Linked DNA regions of Mus musculus: regions 2, 3 and 4 are each linked to region 1. Evidence: chromatin contacts called from public promoter capture Hi-C data. All regions are on one chromosome and are shown on one strand. Each heading gives the region's core, a stretch centred on a gene start, on an enhancer-like site or on the middle of the called end of the contact. The rest is flanking DNA. Distances are from core to core; before and after follow the strand shown. Region 1 holds the start of Trap1 (TNF receptor-associated protein 1). Region 2 holds the start of Eef2kmt (eukaryotic elongation factor 2 lysine methyltransferase). Region 3 holds the start of Alg1 (asparagine-linked glycosylation 1 (beta-1,4-mannosyltransferase)). Region 4 holds the start of Nagpa (N-acetylglucosamine-1-phosphodiester alpha-N-acetylglucosaminidase).

Region 1 (3,660 bases), core at 347-2,846:
AGTCAAACAACCAATTGACCAATCAACCAACAGCACGGGGTTCTTGATAGCTGATACTTCCCAGAAGGAACACAAGGAAGCAGGCTGAAATCTTTAATGAAGTGGCAATCTCTCCAATAGGAAATGGATACTATGTATGTATTTTCTCCACCTAAGACCCAGGGAGAATTAGTGCCACCACAGCAGCAGGCAAAGTCGGTGAAAAGGAGCACCAATGTTGCAAATAAAAAACTTGAGCTAGACTCCAGAGTCAACTTTGGGAACAGACTGAGCAAACCAGCCAAGGTTGAGAAGGTGTTTGCAGAACATGATGCAAAGATACACAAGAAATCAGAGAAGATACGGATCCACTGTTAAGTAAAACCAGCTTCTCTGTAGATAGAAATCACAAGAGATGTCTTCTACACAGAGCTCTTTTTTTTTTTAGTATTCTCCGTGGCACTGGGGACCAATTCAGGGCCTATGCAAGCCAAGCACAAACTGCCTTTGGGGGCTCTTTTTTTGTTGTTTTGGTTTGAGACATACTCAAATGTTGGAAAAGATACTATGGGTAAATCAGTTTTGCTACTAGAGGACACATATACAGACAAAAGTATTTTGAGCACCAGGCACTGTGGCACACTTTAATCCTACCACTCTGGGGAGCAGAGGCAGATGAATCTCTGTGAGTTTGTGACCACCCTGGCCAGGCGGAACATATATGGTGAAACCCTGTCACCCTCCCCACACCCAATAAAAAACTGAGGTGAAGTTTGGCAGATTAGCTAATACAGAAATAAAAGGGCAAATTCTGAAACCGAAAACATGTTCCTAAAGATTTAAGCAATCGCTCACTCAAATCTGTTAAACACTGTAACGATATTTGTGGCCAAGAGAACATTTAGTGGAGGATGAGAGCGACAAAACTTCGGAAAGCCATTGGGAAGCTATGTTTATGCGAAACATAAATGTAATGAATGCCAGAAGCTTTAATATTCTTTCGCAGTTAATTCTTGACTTGAGCCCTTTTATGTAAAAATAGCTGTAAATACGTATAATTTAAGTGTATGTAACGCTAACATCTTCACTGTTACATGAGTGCGGGGTGGGAAAGTATAGATTAAGGTTATTCTCTCTCCTTTCCTTTCTCTTTCAATTCCAGGGATCAAACACGCGGAGTTCACTGGCTCCCTGAAGTCCTGGGTAACCGTTGGTTTTGCTCACCGTAGTTACCCCAGGGCTTGACTTCTGCGAGAGCTGAGCTTGTGAACAGCCGCGTGCAACGAACTTGTCAACCCAAGCGCGGGAGCGTCTGCAATCAGGACTACCAGGGACTGACGAGAGCAGGCTGTGGCTGCCCGTGACTCGGCTCCCCAAAAGCGACCACAAGGTCCTACTCCCCGCCCCACTTAGCAGCTCCGGCGCAGTGCGGCCTCCCGCCGGTCTAAGAGTGTGCACACAGCCTCAGACGCCGCCTCTGCGCTCTCGTGCCGCGCTCACCTCGCCGAACTCCAGCCAGCGCGGGGGCCCGCAGTACAGTCTGCAGCCCGCGGCCCCACAGCAACACAGCTCGCAGCTCGCACGCCATGCTTCCTTTCCCAAGTGTGGCTAACAGCCTAACAGAGTGATGAGGGGGCCTTCCGCGGGGGCGGCTCAGTGACGTCATGGCGCGCGACGGGCTGTCCAAGGCGTTGCCTGTGCGAGAACGGGAACGCAGCAAACCGCAGCGCGGGGGCCCTGAAGACTGTACTTTTTGACCTTGGATCTCAGTGACAAGGTCGCTGATCCCTTGCATTGTGCGTGTGAGGGTTATAGTGTCCCCGGCCCGCGGTGCTGGCGGTCCCTAGGCGGGAGCATCCCATTCTCGAGATGGCACTACCCAGCTGGAGTGTGGATCCACTGAAAAACTCTTACAGCAATGCCAAAACCTACACTTTGACAAATTTTAGGTTTGACTGTTATTCGCCAAAACGTGAGCTCAGTAACCAACACCTTTGGACTTACCCGTTTATTGTGACTTTCTCCCTACTGGAAGCTTGTTTGGGGATCCAGGCCACAAACCTTGTCTCTAAAGTTTTTTTTTTTTTTTTTTTTTTTGTTTTTTTGTTTTTTTGTTTTTGTTTTTCGAGACAGGGTTTCTCTGTATAGCCCTGGCTGTCCTGGAACTCACTTTGTAGACCAGGCTGGCCTCGAACTCAGAAATCCACCTGCCTCTGCCTCCCAAGTGCTGGGATTAAAGGCTTGCACCACCACGCCCGGCCCTCTAAAGTTTAATCCAAACTCCAGCCGCCTCCAGAGCAGGTCGCTTGTCCCGGTCCTAACCTCAGAGTAAGGCCCAGCGAGGACCTTTCTGACAGGTTCTCGCTTGATTCTGACACACACCAGATACATTTTCCTATGATCAGATTTTACTAAAACATTAGAGCGATTATCTAGCTTGTTAGCAGACACTAGTAGCAAGAGCAGTTAATTCCTGGATCCAGAATAGACTTGAAGTTTTGGTATAGGGAATGTTTAGTTACTGTTCTAGGTTGACAAGGATTGCTCCCACATTGACTTTATAGATGGAAAATAGATAAGAATGGGCAGATATGAGGCCAAACTTTAATACAGGCTCTGTATTTAAAGTGCCTGTTGCCCTGATAACCCCAAGAAATTGACAGAGCACTGTGTGCCTGTGATCTCAGTGCTGGGGAGACAGAAACAAGAGAATCCTTGGGTTTTGCTAGCCAACCAATCTGATTCTGATGTCCCATGTTCAGTAAAAGGCCATGTTTCAATATAAGGTGGAGAGAGCACCTGAACACCTCACAATTCCTACCCCTAACCCCCAGCCAGTTCTGCTCCTGCTGGGCCCACATCCTCCACAACCAGCCCCACCCCTGCTCCCTAGTGTCTTTTTCCATGGTCACCCTTAGATCCTCACAGTTCTAGCTTCTGCCCCCAGGTTCTGTATTACCTCCTCTAATCTGCCTGAGTCCCAGTCATCACACAGAATAGCTTCTCTTGATACTAATCCTCGAGGTTTCATTCTTTTAATTCTCCATTCTGGAATCATCTCTTCAGTCAGAAATGACATACTCAGCCGGGCGTGGTGGTGCAACACCTTTAATCCCAGCACTCGGGAGGCAGAGGCAGGCAGATTTCTGAGTTCGAGGCCAGCCTGGTCTACAAAGTGAGTTCCAGGACAGCCAAGGCTATACAGAGAAACCCTGTCTCGGAAAAAACAAACAAACAAACAAACAAACAAACAAACCAGAAATGACATACTCATCTGTAGAACTCTTCTGTAGATATGGCTTGAGAATATTAAGAAAGGAGAAGTGACATTTAGTAAAGGAAGGGGAATCTGGGCTTTAGTTAAGAATGGGGATGTAGGTTCTGCCCAGTATAAACTTCTTACATTCCAGGGAAACCAACTCTATCTAGGCCCACCTGTGGCCCACCAGGAAACCAGTTTGGAACCCATGCATTACCAAGGGAAATGACATCCCACAAAATTCCAAGGGCCATTTACACTCTAGCACAAACTGTAGTGGTTGCCTAACAGTGGTCCACTTCAGATACCTCTTAACATCTGACCCTTGATCTGCCTGGTTCCACTTCTCAGATTGAAACTTGTAATACTTCCTTCAATGTTCACTCCAGGAGTGAGTGTGGAAAGTTAAAAGTTATCTTGTT
Region 2 (3,660 bases), core at 461-2,960, 1.2 Mb after region 1:
TCTACCTTGGTTGCCTTCAGCAAAAGGATTGTCAGTCTGACAGCTTATACCAGCCTTGGCTGCCTGAACACTCCATAAACACCCTTAGACAACCAGACCTGATTGTCATGACTGCTGAAGCTGCGGGCTCAGCCGGGGCTGTTTGAAACTTTTTGCTGTTACAAACCTGGGTGTACAGTGTATTGCTCTGCACTCATTTCCTGTGGGACAGAGGGGAGCACGCCCCCTAGTGGCGTAGCGGAAGGATGGCTGGGATGGAACAAGAGGCAAAGCCGTGATTGGTTCAGACACCTACACAGCCTGCTGCTGTGGTCAAAGAGGGAGTAGACTGTAAGGAACCCTCCCGCGCTACCTCCTGGGAAGAGTCTCTTGCCTACTTTAGTAGTGCGGGCTGCGGGGGTAACAAGGAGAAAGCAGACCCAGTCAAGGCTCAACAGTGGACGGCAGAATTGTAAAAGCAGACAGGCTGGCCATGGTCAAGAGCTAATGAATCCGCACTTCCAAGACCTGCACAAGAGCTGTATGTTTCTAAGGGCTGCTGCCAAGGGCTGAAGAAATCCAATACCTTGGCCTGCTGGGAAGCTCGCAGCCAAAAATGTCCTAAGAACTCCCGGAGGGCCAAGGGCCCTACACTCAAGAAACCTGCAATTACTGGTCTTGTCTGCCTACAGCCGGCACAGAAAAACACAGTCAGCAGAGATCAGCACTCCCAGAACTTTTTGTCTATCTATGATTTCTAGCTGGGCAAAGGAAAAGAAGTCCAGCTGTTTAGTAGCAAGAGGCTGCTATCATTGTATCCTTTACTGTATTAATTAGAAATGATGGCACAGAGATGTAGCCTCTTGTAAAGTCCCACAGCACACAGGGGGTTGAATTAGAACTATAAGCAGGAAGCTGGCCTCCCCGGCCAGAGCTCTGATTCTTTCCTTCTTAAACTCCTGGTCAAATGGAGTGACCACAGACGCCAGTGCTGTGCACTGTGGGTGACCCTGAGCAAGTACTTAGCACAGCACATGAACTATTATTACAGTTGACATTGAATAAGGACTTATATGTTATTCGGGTTTCGTTTTGCGTTAAGACCAGAGATATTTTATGTCGATGAAATAATACAACTACCCAAACCACCCAACGAAACCGGGTAGACTCTGGAGGAATACAAATCTATAGTAACTCATGCCGGTGAGCTCACCGCACAAGAGTTAACAGCGAGGCACGCTCTAAAGGATCCTCGCGTCCGAGCTGCAGGTCCCCAGGCCACAGGGAAGCACCATTTTCAGTCCGAACTCCCTCTGAGACGGTTCTGCCTGAAGCCTGCCCTTCGGATGGGGACCTGGCCTCCTTTTCAGGAGAGCGCGGCTCTTGCCATTTGAAGACGTTTAGTTTTTCAAAGTTGTTTTGCAGTCGCCAAGATGACCGATTACTGGCTTAAAAGTTGCTAAAATAATCCAGCCCGGTTCGTGACCCTGTAAACCCTGCCGGGGAAGGGCCCGCCTGCCTCCCCCAGTCCAGCGGTGAGCAAAGGCGGCCCGAGACTCCCGGCCCCGCCGCCCGTGGTGCTCGACCCTGATACCCGCCGCACGCCCGCCGCCCACCTGCCAGGGAAAGGAGGGCAGCGCGCGAGCCGCCAGGAAGCGGCGCTCGAAACTCTGCAGCAGAGACGTGGCCCCCTCGTGGTCCTCAGGCGCCATCGCGGGGCAGGGCCAGGGTTGCCTGGAAACGGGCGGAAGCGAGGCCTGAGACGGAGGAGGCGTGGCAACTAGGAGGTAAGATGTGGGCGGGGGCTAGTCTATGTTCCGGCCCAGGAGGCGGGGCAAGATGGTGCCCGCGGGGCGGGGAGTACGGTGGGGCAGGGTTAGAGGCGGACCGGGCCGGGTTGGGCCTGACTGGGGAGCGTTTTAAACAGTTCCTGGAGCTGGAGCTGGCAACTTGGAGGCGAAGCCTAGACTGGCTTGGGGGCGGGGCTCAGAGGGCGGTCCTTGGCAGGAACTGGGGGTTGGAAGGTGGGCCCGAGCGGGAATGGGGGTGGGGCTGAGATTGAGGTTGAGCAACTCTTAGCCGGTTGTCTTTGGGTGGTCTGGGGCGAGCTCAGATCAGCCGGGGGCGAGGCTAGGGTGGGTCTGCCCTCGAAGTAGCCGAGGAAGATTTTTGGAGGGGTCTAACCCCACCTGGGTGTTAGGAAGTGATACCTGGGATCCTTCAGCCTACCTGCGCACGCACACGCGCGAGTGCGCGCGTGTACACACACACATCCACGAAGCCAGGTCAGCATAGGGGACCAAGGAGTTGGTCTTTATTCCCTGAACTGGGTTCATTTAAATAAAATGAACTGAGATTGTTTCTGTGGGGTTTCATCTTTTAATTTCTTTACGTTATTTGTGTATATGTGTTCACACACACACACACATATAACAGTAACAGTATCTGCTCTGAAAATTAGTGCACAGAATTGCAGAGGCTTCCAGCAGGAGTTTTGTTTCATCTTGCAAGGAATAGAATCTGAACTAAGAGTGGGAGTTAGCTGCAGTGGGTGGCAGAGTATTCTGTTCAAAGTCCCTAGAGTTGAAAGGCAGGACACTGGCAAGCCACCCCTGTTGTCCTCCAAGTGTGCACTGTCATTCAAGGTGTAACAGTTCAGTTTAGCAAATGTCTCAAAATCTCCATTTGGAAGCTTCTAGAGCTAGCTTGTTAAATATACTTGCAGAATGTTGATGAAGGGGACAGATTGTATCCCATTACCTCCTTTAGACAAGAAATCCTGAGGTTTGTTTTGGAGAACAACAGAAGGGAATTAATTACAGTCAGGTCTGTGACCCTCCAAAAATCCAGGCCAGCATAGGGGACCAAGATGGGATTGGTCTTTTATTCCCTGAGCTGACTTGATTTAAATAAAATGAACTATGATTGTTTCTGTGGGATTTTGCCTTTTAATTTCTTTACATTGATTATTTGTGTATGTGTGTGTTTGTGATCCACCACACATAAATAGAAGTCAGAGGATGGCTTGAAGAAGTTGGTTCTTTCCTTCTACCATGTGGGTTGAACTCAAGCCATTTGGCAAGTGCCTATACCCACTGAGTTATTGAAGTAGCATTATTGGTTTGTTTTACAGTGTCTTGCTATGCAGACCTGGCTAGGTTGGTATTCTCTTTGTAGCCCGTCTTGGCCCGAACCTTGCAGTGATGCTCCTGCCTCAGCCTCCAAAGCACCCAGGCTTCTCGGTGTGTGCCGCCATGCTGGACTATTACTGTGACTCACATTGCATATTCCTCATGCTGCACTCACCCAAGGAGCATGGGACCTGGTGACTGAGGAAGGCTGGCTTAGAGTGGCCTCCGGGGCGCTCACTTGCCTGTGCCATTTTGATCAGTTCCCTGCCTGCAATTGGTGATACAAGAAATGGGAACCAGAGAGATACACTTGTACATCACTCATATTAGTGATTGATCACTGCTGCTACAGAACAAAAGAGCAGCAGTTGGCATCATAGTAGTACTACATGATGTATCCTAAAGTATTAGCCAGTGGAAGCTGGTCTAACCTTTTGATACCACAGACAAGAACAGTTTGAAAAAAGACCCTACGTGGGCTACAGAGCCATCTTATCTTGGAGTGCAACAAAAATCATGCATTTTAATTAGATCTGAATGTAGGAGGGAC
Region 3 (3,660 bases), core at 814-3,313, 1.2 Mb after region 1:
CTGATATAGCTGTCTCATGTGAGGCTATGCCAGTGCCTGGCAAATACAGAAGTGGATGCTCACAGTCATCTATTGGATGGAACACAGGGCCCCCAATGGAGGAGCTAGAGAAAGTACCCAAGGAGCTGAAGGGATCTGCAATCGGATAGGTGGAGCAACAATATGAACTAACCAGTAACCCCAGAGCTATGTCTCTAGCTGCATATGTAGCAGAAGATGGCCTAGTCGGCCATCATTGGGAAGAGAGGTCCTTTGGTCTTGCAAACTTTATATGCCCCAGTACAGGGGACTACCAGGGCCAAGAAGTGGGAGTGGGTGGGTAGGGGAGCAGGACTGGGGAGGGTACAGGGAACTTTCGGGATAGCATTTGAAATGTAAATAAAGAAAATATCTAATAAAAAAAATTCCTGCCTGAACTTACTTCCTTGTCATGGCCTAATGTCAGATTCCTGCCCCAAGCCCATTTCCTTGTCCTTGGCCAATGTCAGATTCCTGCCATGCAGCCCCCAAAGCTCCCCACACAGCAGTACTTTTCTAGCTGGCAAAGTCAGGAACTCTAGAGTTCATGCCACTATCATTATCTTATGCATCTCTTTCTTTCTCCCTTTATTGCCCATACTTAAAAAGTTCTCCCTTCCTTCCTTCCTTCCTTCCTTCCTTCCTTCCTTCCTTCCTTCCTTCCTTCTTCCCTCCCTCCCTCCCTTCCTCCCTCCCTTCCTTCTTTCCCTTCCTTTCTTTCTCTATAACCCATTGTCTATTCGTCTCTCCCTAAACTTGAGTCTCCTTTTTCTCCTTATAAGCTGAAAGCCAACAAGCTTTAGTGAGCTTTCTGTTTCTGCCCCTCACAGCTGAGATTATAGGTTTTGTGGTGACATCCAGCTTGTTACATGGGTGTCAGGATTTGAACTCCTGTCATGATTGCAAGTAAGAGCTCTTAACTGCTGAGTCATTTATCCAGCCCCTTATTTTTTTGAGTTCTTGTCATAAGCTGCCCAGGCAGGTCTTGAACTCTCTATGGAGTCGAGGATGACCTTGGCTTCTCCTCCACAGTGCCAGAATTACAGGCTATACTATGCCTGCTTCCTCTCTTTTGTATTTGAATTGTTGTATTCAATGTGCATGCATCTTAACAAATGAAGAGATAAACATTTTGCTTAATAAATTTTCTCACTGGAAGGCACCTCTGCTAAAGAGCCAGAGGCCCTATGGTCTCTTGCCTTCTACCAACAAAGATCGGTTTCCATGTGTAGCCATGATCTTGTTTATACATTCACTTCTCAGGGAATGGCCTCTTTCCTCAACAAAACTAGGAAATTCATCCAAATTGTTTTTATTTATTTAGTGTACAAGGGAGGTGCTGTGTGTGTCACAGCAGGAGCGTGGAAGTCAGAGGATGTAGAGAGTTGATTCTCTCCTTCCTGAGATGGTACCCTACTTTAGCATCAAACACCTTTACCTGAAGAAAACTCATCAGCCTCTCATCTAAAATTTAATCTCTCTTGTTAGATTATTAAAGGCAGCTACTGAGAGAGTAGATAAAAGAGGCTGGGTCTGATCATAGCCGAGACAAGTTCATGTACGGTGAGGGTACATTTTTGTGTAGATGGCTAAGATACTCACAGAAGATGAGATATGGCCTCCTATAGGGGTAGAAATGACTTCACAGTCCGTAAGGGAAGCTGAGAAGTGTACTCTAGCAGCAGGTAATCATTATCATCATTATTATAGTTTGAAATTTATCTTAGCGGTCTTTAAAAGAAGTTCTTAGACTCCAATAAAGGTACAGCTTTACTTTCACAGGGGAAAACACACTTCAGAGAACTTGGCATGGCTAAGTCCATTCTTGGGCTCCTTAAGTAACTCTTCAAAGGCCTCCTACCCTTTCCAGGCCCCGCCCCCCCGTTCAGAGCCCGCCCCCATCTTCCAAATTCTCTTTCCTTTTCTCCCAGACCTCGCCTTATCCAAGGCTCCGCCTCCTCCTTCGTAAAGAGGCGATTTCATAATCACCTCCCCCTGGGCAGGGTCTGGGGTGTGCGCTTGCGCATAGCGAGGCTTCCGGGCCCGGTCACGTGCTCGGCGCCGGCCGGCCAAGATGGCAGCGTCCTGCGTGGCGCTGCTGGTTCTGGCGCTGCTGTTGCTGGTGCTGCTGCTGGGCTTGTGGAAGCGTGGGCGGCAAACGGGCAGGGCCCGGCACATGGTCGTCGTGGTGCTGGGCGACGTGGGCCGCAGCCCCCGCATGCAGTACCACGCGCTGTCATTGGCCCAGAGCGGCTTTTCGGTGACGCTGCTGGGGTTCTACAGTGAGTGGCGGGGACCTGAGAGGGAGGCTCAATCAGGAGCCTTGACTCTCCCTGTTTTGGGACAGAGGCGGGAGCAGCTGTGCTCCTCTCCTGCCTGTTCTGGTCTGGACCGCTGTTTTCTGGTGTCTGGGAGCAGCGGGCGTCAGTCGCCGTTTACCATACGTGAGGACTACAAATAGATCGGTTGCAAAAGTGTCTGTCACTTGCTTTGTTTAGGTAGTGCACAGACAGGCTGCAACCCTGGTGTGTGAGACCTTAGTGCTGGTCACCACTTCCTCATGCTGCCTTTGTCACTGAGTTGGCAGGCTGAATGTTTCTTCACATCCCTTGTCCAGCCGCAGAGCTTTTCTTGCTGTGGATGGTTCTCTTGTCCCCTAAGGTGTAGGCAGAGGTGTCCACTCCCTCATCATGTCCACGTGGATGATTTTTCAGGGGTTCACTCTTACTATGCAGCCTCTAGCTGGTTTGGATCTCACTATGTAGGCCAGAGTGTCCTTGAACTCACAGAGATCCACTTGCTACTGCCTTTAGAGTGTTGGGATTAAAGGCATGCACTTTAGTAGCCCCTCAGGTATCCAACCTTTTGACACAGTCATATGAAATCTGCTAGCATGTTGGGGACATTCATAACTATCCTCGAACACGTGCTGGGCACCTCAAATTGGATCTGCGAACTTGGGGGTGGCCCAGCTCTATCTAAGGGAAAGTGGAAATAGCCCTTATTGGTCCCCGTGTGGAGTGCTATCCTAGGGCAGACTGCCATCCAGGAGTTCTACTCTTTATCAGTTAAATTGGGTCCCTATTGCATGCCAGTCATCAGGTTAAATTAAGTAGGTATGATGAATGCCCTTCGAGGGTATTCTATAGAAGAACACAAAGTGACCTCATTTTCTATTCTGGGTACTGGGGACCTGTGAGGTTTTGATAGGTGTTATTTTCCTTCCACCTTGTTTACTTGAGATGGGCATGCTTTGTAGCACATGCTGGCTTTGAACACTTTATCCTGCCTTATCCTTCCAAGTACTGGAATTACAGATGTGAAGGAACACACCCAGCTGACTGTAACTGGCTATTTCTGATACCTGAAAGGGCTCATTTGCATTTGCAGACTCCAAACCTCGAGATGAACTCTTGCAGAATGATAGGATTCGGATTGTGAAGTTGACAGATCTGCGGGGCCTGGGAGGTAGGACCAGTCAACTCCAGGTTCTTGACTAGGGGTAGGGATGGTTGCGTATTGGGAAGATGAAGGGACTCTCAGTGCCAAGAGCTCTTTTGTAGAGACAGATGTTTTCTGACTTGCAGCTGGGCCCCGAATTCTCCAGTATGGAGTCAAGGTTGTATTTCAGGCAGTGTACTT
Region 4 (3,660 bases), core at 400-2,899, 1.1 Mb after region 1:
CAGGTTAACTGAACCAGTGATCTCTAGATTCAGATTTTGTGTTAGAAAATAAGATGGAGGAAAAGAGAATAGAAGACATTTGAAATCAAACTCTGGTCTCCCCTCAGGCACACACAGATGCACACACATTTAAAAAAAAAAAGTAGGAGGTGAGCAGGTCAGTGGACCATTGTAAAGGAGCAATAGGGGTACTGAGACAGTGATCATGACAACAAGTCTGGAAGGGAGTCCAAGAGAGGAGCAAGGGAGATGGCTGGAATGTAGAGAGGTTGAAGGACAGAGCCAGGGAAGAGAAACTGCAGGCGCTGGTCACTGGCAGAAGTTTTAGGATCTGTGAAAACCTAAGATCAACAGTGGTGACACTGGCTGATGTTGAAGGATGAAGAACCAGATACATGGGCAGGCCCAGAAATTGCAACCAAGGGCTGAGAAGAGTTGGGGAAAGCCCACTTCCCAGCCTTGGCAAAAAACGGAACCTTGGAAGAGAACTGGAACACCAGATGGCGCTACCTTCTACTCCTGCCTGCCTGCTGTCAACTCTGGCTGCTGTCAAATTTCAAGAAACACAGAAACTTCCAAAGGCTGCCCTCAACAAGCTCCTTGTCTAACCTGGATTTTTATCAGGACAGCAAAAGGCCTCCAGCTAGCTGTCTGGGACTGCTCCATAAACTCTACACTATTTCCAATTGGTTCCATGGCTTCGTTGAACACGAAATGTTTCTCTAATACTACACAAAGTTCACTAGGGCACAAACTGTGTTCAGGCTCACGGTCGCCTCCCCAAGTCCCCACACACGGCCTGATCACAGATTATTCAGTGGCACATGAATAAACTTAAAGGAAGGAAGGTGTCAGCGTCATTACTCGGAAGAAGAAAGACAGGAAGTTTGGTTAGGGACCTGGACTCGGAGGCATGGCTCTGAAAGAACATCAGAGACCCTTTGCCCTCTACAGCCCCGGGGCTCCCTGCCTCCTCACCCGGTGACTATGGTTCCATCGCGTCGGATACCGAACTGCGCGTTCTGCAGTCCCCCTGAGCTGCTCACCAGCCGCCCGTCGCTCACCACGTTCCCCAAGCACTCGCCAGTGCTCATGCGGAAGAAGCCACCGTTCTGAGCGATGCGGCAACCGGCCGGGACGGCTGTGTCCTCCACAGTAGCGCGGCGCTTCTGCGCGCAGCCCCCGGCTCCTCCGGGCTCCAGCACCGAGAAAGTGCGTAGGGGATCGGCGACCCGCGTCAGGTGGCCGGCCACCGCGCGCCCCTCGAAGTGCGACACGAAGGTGCGCACGGCCGCGTGGTGGCTGGCGCCGGGGTTCGTGGGTGGCGGAGGCCAGCTCTCCTGCTCTGGGCTACCTGAGCGCACCCGGGCGCAGTCTCGCGAGGGACGTCTGCGCGCTAGTGGGTAAGGCAGCAGCAGGTCATCGTCGCGGGAAACCCTGCAGGGACGGGGCGATCGTGAGGTCGGAGGGCTGTGCCTGAGAGCGCTCAGGAAAGGTGGACCCCAGCCAGGCTGGCCCCGGCGGCTGCACTCACCCGAAGCTTAGGCTGCACCACGCCACCCCGAGTAAGCCGAGCAGCGCGGGTATGAGGAACAGCCCGGGCCCCCTGGGCGCCGCCATATTGGATTGGTGCTCCGGTCACGTGGGCTCGCCCCACGTGATTCCAGGCCAGGCTGTTGGGTGCTTTGATTACGCATTCGAATTCCATCAGAGAGGGTAAGGCTGGAAGGGAGATAGATAGCTTTTTATTCTCATATTATGTCAAACTTACAGAAAATTGCAAGAACAGATGCTGGGCCTGTGTAAGTCTGTACAGAACTTGCTTCTCGTGCTTAAAGCCCTAGTTCCTTCTGTGTTGCACAAACCAGAAGTGGTGGCCCACGCCACAACCCCAGCATTCAGCAGAGGCAGGAGAATCGGAAGTTAAGAGGTTGGCTATTCTTGGCTAGTTAGTTAGTTTGAGACCAGTCTGGACTACTTGAGACTTTATCTGAAAGACAAGAAGAGGAAAAGGAGCCTAGGGGGTAAGAGGAGGAAAAGATGGAGGAGGAGGAAGAGGAACTTTTAAGAGTGAAGCTCGAGGCCAGCCTGGTCTACAGAGTGAGTTCCAGGACAGCCAGGGCTACACAGAGAAACCTTGTCTCGAAAAACAAAACAAACGAGAGAGAGAGAGAGAGAGAGAGAGAGAGAGAGGCTTGCAGCCCACTCGTGGTGGTGCACACCTTTCATCCTAGCATTTGCTAGACCTGTCTGACTGGATTAACTCTTGTGTTTTGGGTAGCTTGGTTTATCTTCGTTTTTGTTTAATTTTATTTTTGAAGCAGGGTCTCTGATTTATAGGTAGGCTGGCTTGAAATTCAGTGTGTAGACTGGTCTAGAGCCTCTTGCTTCTACCTAATCCCCAAGTGATGGGATTAAAGGCACAGGTCCCCAACCTGGCCCTGTTTTGGGTATCTTAGAATGACAGGTCTCCACTCTTTCCTCCTCTTGACCAGAAGAAACTAGTTTTCCTCTAGGATATAGGAACGACTGGCGAGATGGCACAGCACATAAATGAACTCGCTGTGCAACCTGAGATGAAGACCCTGAACCCATGGAGAGGAGGAAGAAGAGAATTGGCTGTAGAAAGTCTGATCTACATGTGTGCACCACTGCCTATGCACCCACTTGTATCTCACACACAGACCATAATAACTGACTGACTCAAGCTTTCAGGTGACAAGTGTCCTGTGTTATAGTAAGTCCCGAGCCTGGGATCCTCCTGGCGAGTGTCCCCTTGAAGCACGGCTTGTGCTTCAGTGCTGCCTGTCAGAGGCTGCTCTTCTTAGGGCTTACCCAAAGGCAGAGCCCAACGCAAAGTCCAGTTCCTGACCTCCTCAGGGGCATTGTCAATCTAGTAGGTGCCAGGGATTTGAATAGGTTTAAGCCCCTTTCTGTCTACAGTGAGCAGTGTGTGTGCTTGAAACCAGAGCCATGCTTCTTGGGGTCTGTGTGTGATCAGGCTCAGCCATCTGTACTGAGCCTTGTCCTTCCCAAAACTCATGGTCTTTGCAAGGCCTCAGAATGGGTTTCTTTGTATGTCTGGGTTTCTTAGGCACAATTTGTTTAGATGAGGTCATCCTAGAACTCAGGGGATTGCAAACCTAGTCTGACTGCTGTACTGAGAAGAGGCAGATACACACAGGGGAGGCAGGGCCACATGGAGGCATTGCAGCCACTGGAGAGGGGCAGCCACAAGCCAAGTGATGTCTAAGATGTCCAACAGCCACCGCCACTCAGAGGCAGGCAGCAGACTGAGCCCAGATTCTTCTGAGATCTCCAGAGAGCCTGCATGGCTGGCGTGCTAGTTCTTAGAAGCTCACACAGCTAAGAGCCAGCAAACAGCTCTTCACAAATGACTCTGAGGTCTGAAGTAAGCATAGCTCACTCCTGTGAATGCTGTTCAGAGGCTGCTTCTGGGGGCTGTGGTGTCAGCTGATCTGCTTTGATACCACTGTGTCGATGCGGCAGGGCCATGTCTCTGTTCTTTGCTAAAGGCGGGCAGCCAGCAAGCCAGGCCTGCCAGCATCCTCCCTGACTCCAGAAGTTCTCTGGCTGTCAGGAGCAGGCTACTGATAAGGCAAGTACTGACTTTGCTCTTACCTCTTTCAAAGTCTGATT

What was found. Promoter capture Hi-C pulls out the DNA fragments that hold promoters and counts their contacts.
Region 2: a promoter capture Hi-C map of pre-B cells shows a contact between it and region 1, with 4 times the contacts expected there. The contact joins the promoter of Eef2kmt here to the promoter of Trap1 in region 1. A contact is called at or near these places in 2 of 39 promoter capture datasets (liver and pre-B cells) and 1 of 115 datasets of contacts at active chromatin or transcription factors (pancreatic cancer cells).
Region 3: a promoter capture Hi-C map of pre-B cells shows a contact between it and region 1, with 6 times the contacts expected there. The contact joins the promoter of Alg1 here to the promoter of Trap1 in region 1. A contact is called at or near these places in 1 of 39 promoter capture datasets (pre-B cells) and 1 of 9 other capture datasets (liver).
Region 4: a promoter capture Hi-C map of pre-B cells shows a contact between it and region 1, with 5 times the contacts expected there. The contact joins the promoter of Nagpa here to the promoter of Trap1 in region 1. A contact is called at or near these places in 3 of 39 promoter capture datasets (liver and pre-B cells), 2 of 115 datasets of contacts at active chromatin or transcription factors (large pre-B cells and pancreatic cancer cells) and 1 of 9 other capture datasets (liver).

The regions. Positions count from the first base shown.
Region 1 is chr16:4,076,214-4,079,873 of GRCm38.p6, forward strand. It overlaps Trap1 (TNF receptor-associated protein 1), which reads right to left and starts at 1,597. Exons shown (of 18, transcript NM_026508.2): 1 at 1,480-1,597. The coding sequence starts at 1,567.
Region 2 is chr16:5,254,246-5,257,905 of GRCm38.p6, forward strand. It overlaps Eef2kmt (eukaryotic elongation factor 2 lysine methyltransferase), which reads right to left and starts at 1,711. Exons shown (of 8, transcript NM_027446.2): 1 at 1,596-1,711. The coding sequence starts at 1,691. It overlaps Gm15983 (a long non-coding RNA gene), which reads left to right and starts at 1,718. Exons shown (of 3, transcript XR_003951974.1): 1 at 1,718-1,766.
Region 3 is chr16:5,231,558-5,235,217 of GRCm38.p6, forward strand. Alg1 (asparagine-linked glycosylation 1 (beta-1,4-mannosyltransferase)) reads left to right here and starts at 2,064. Exons shown (of 13, transcript NM_145362.2): 1 at 2,064-2,300; 2 at 3,409-3,486; 3 at 3,606-3,660. The coding sequence starts at 2,093.
Region 4 is chr16:5,202,363-5,206,022 of GRCm38.p6, forward strand. Nagpa (N-acetylglucosamine-1-phosphodiester alpha-N-acetylglucosaminidase) reads right to left here and starts at 1,650. Exons shown (of 10, transcript NM_013796.3): 1 at 1,535-1,650; 2 at 979-1,437. The coding sequence starts at 1,620.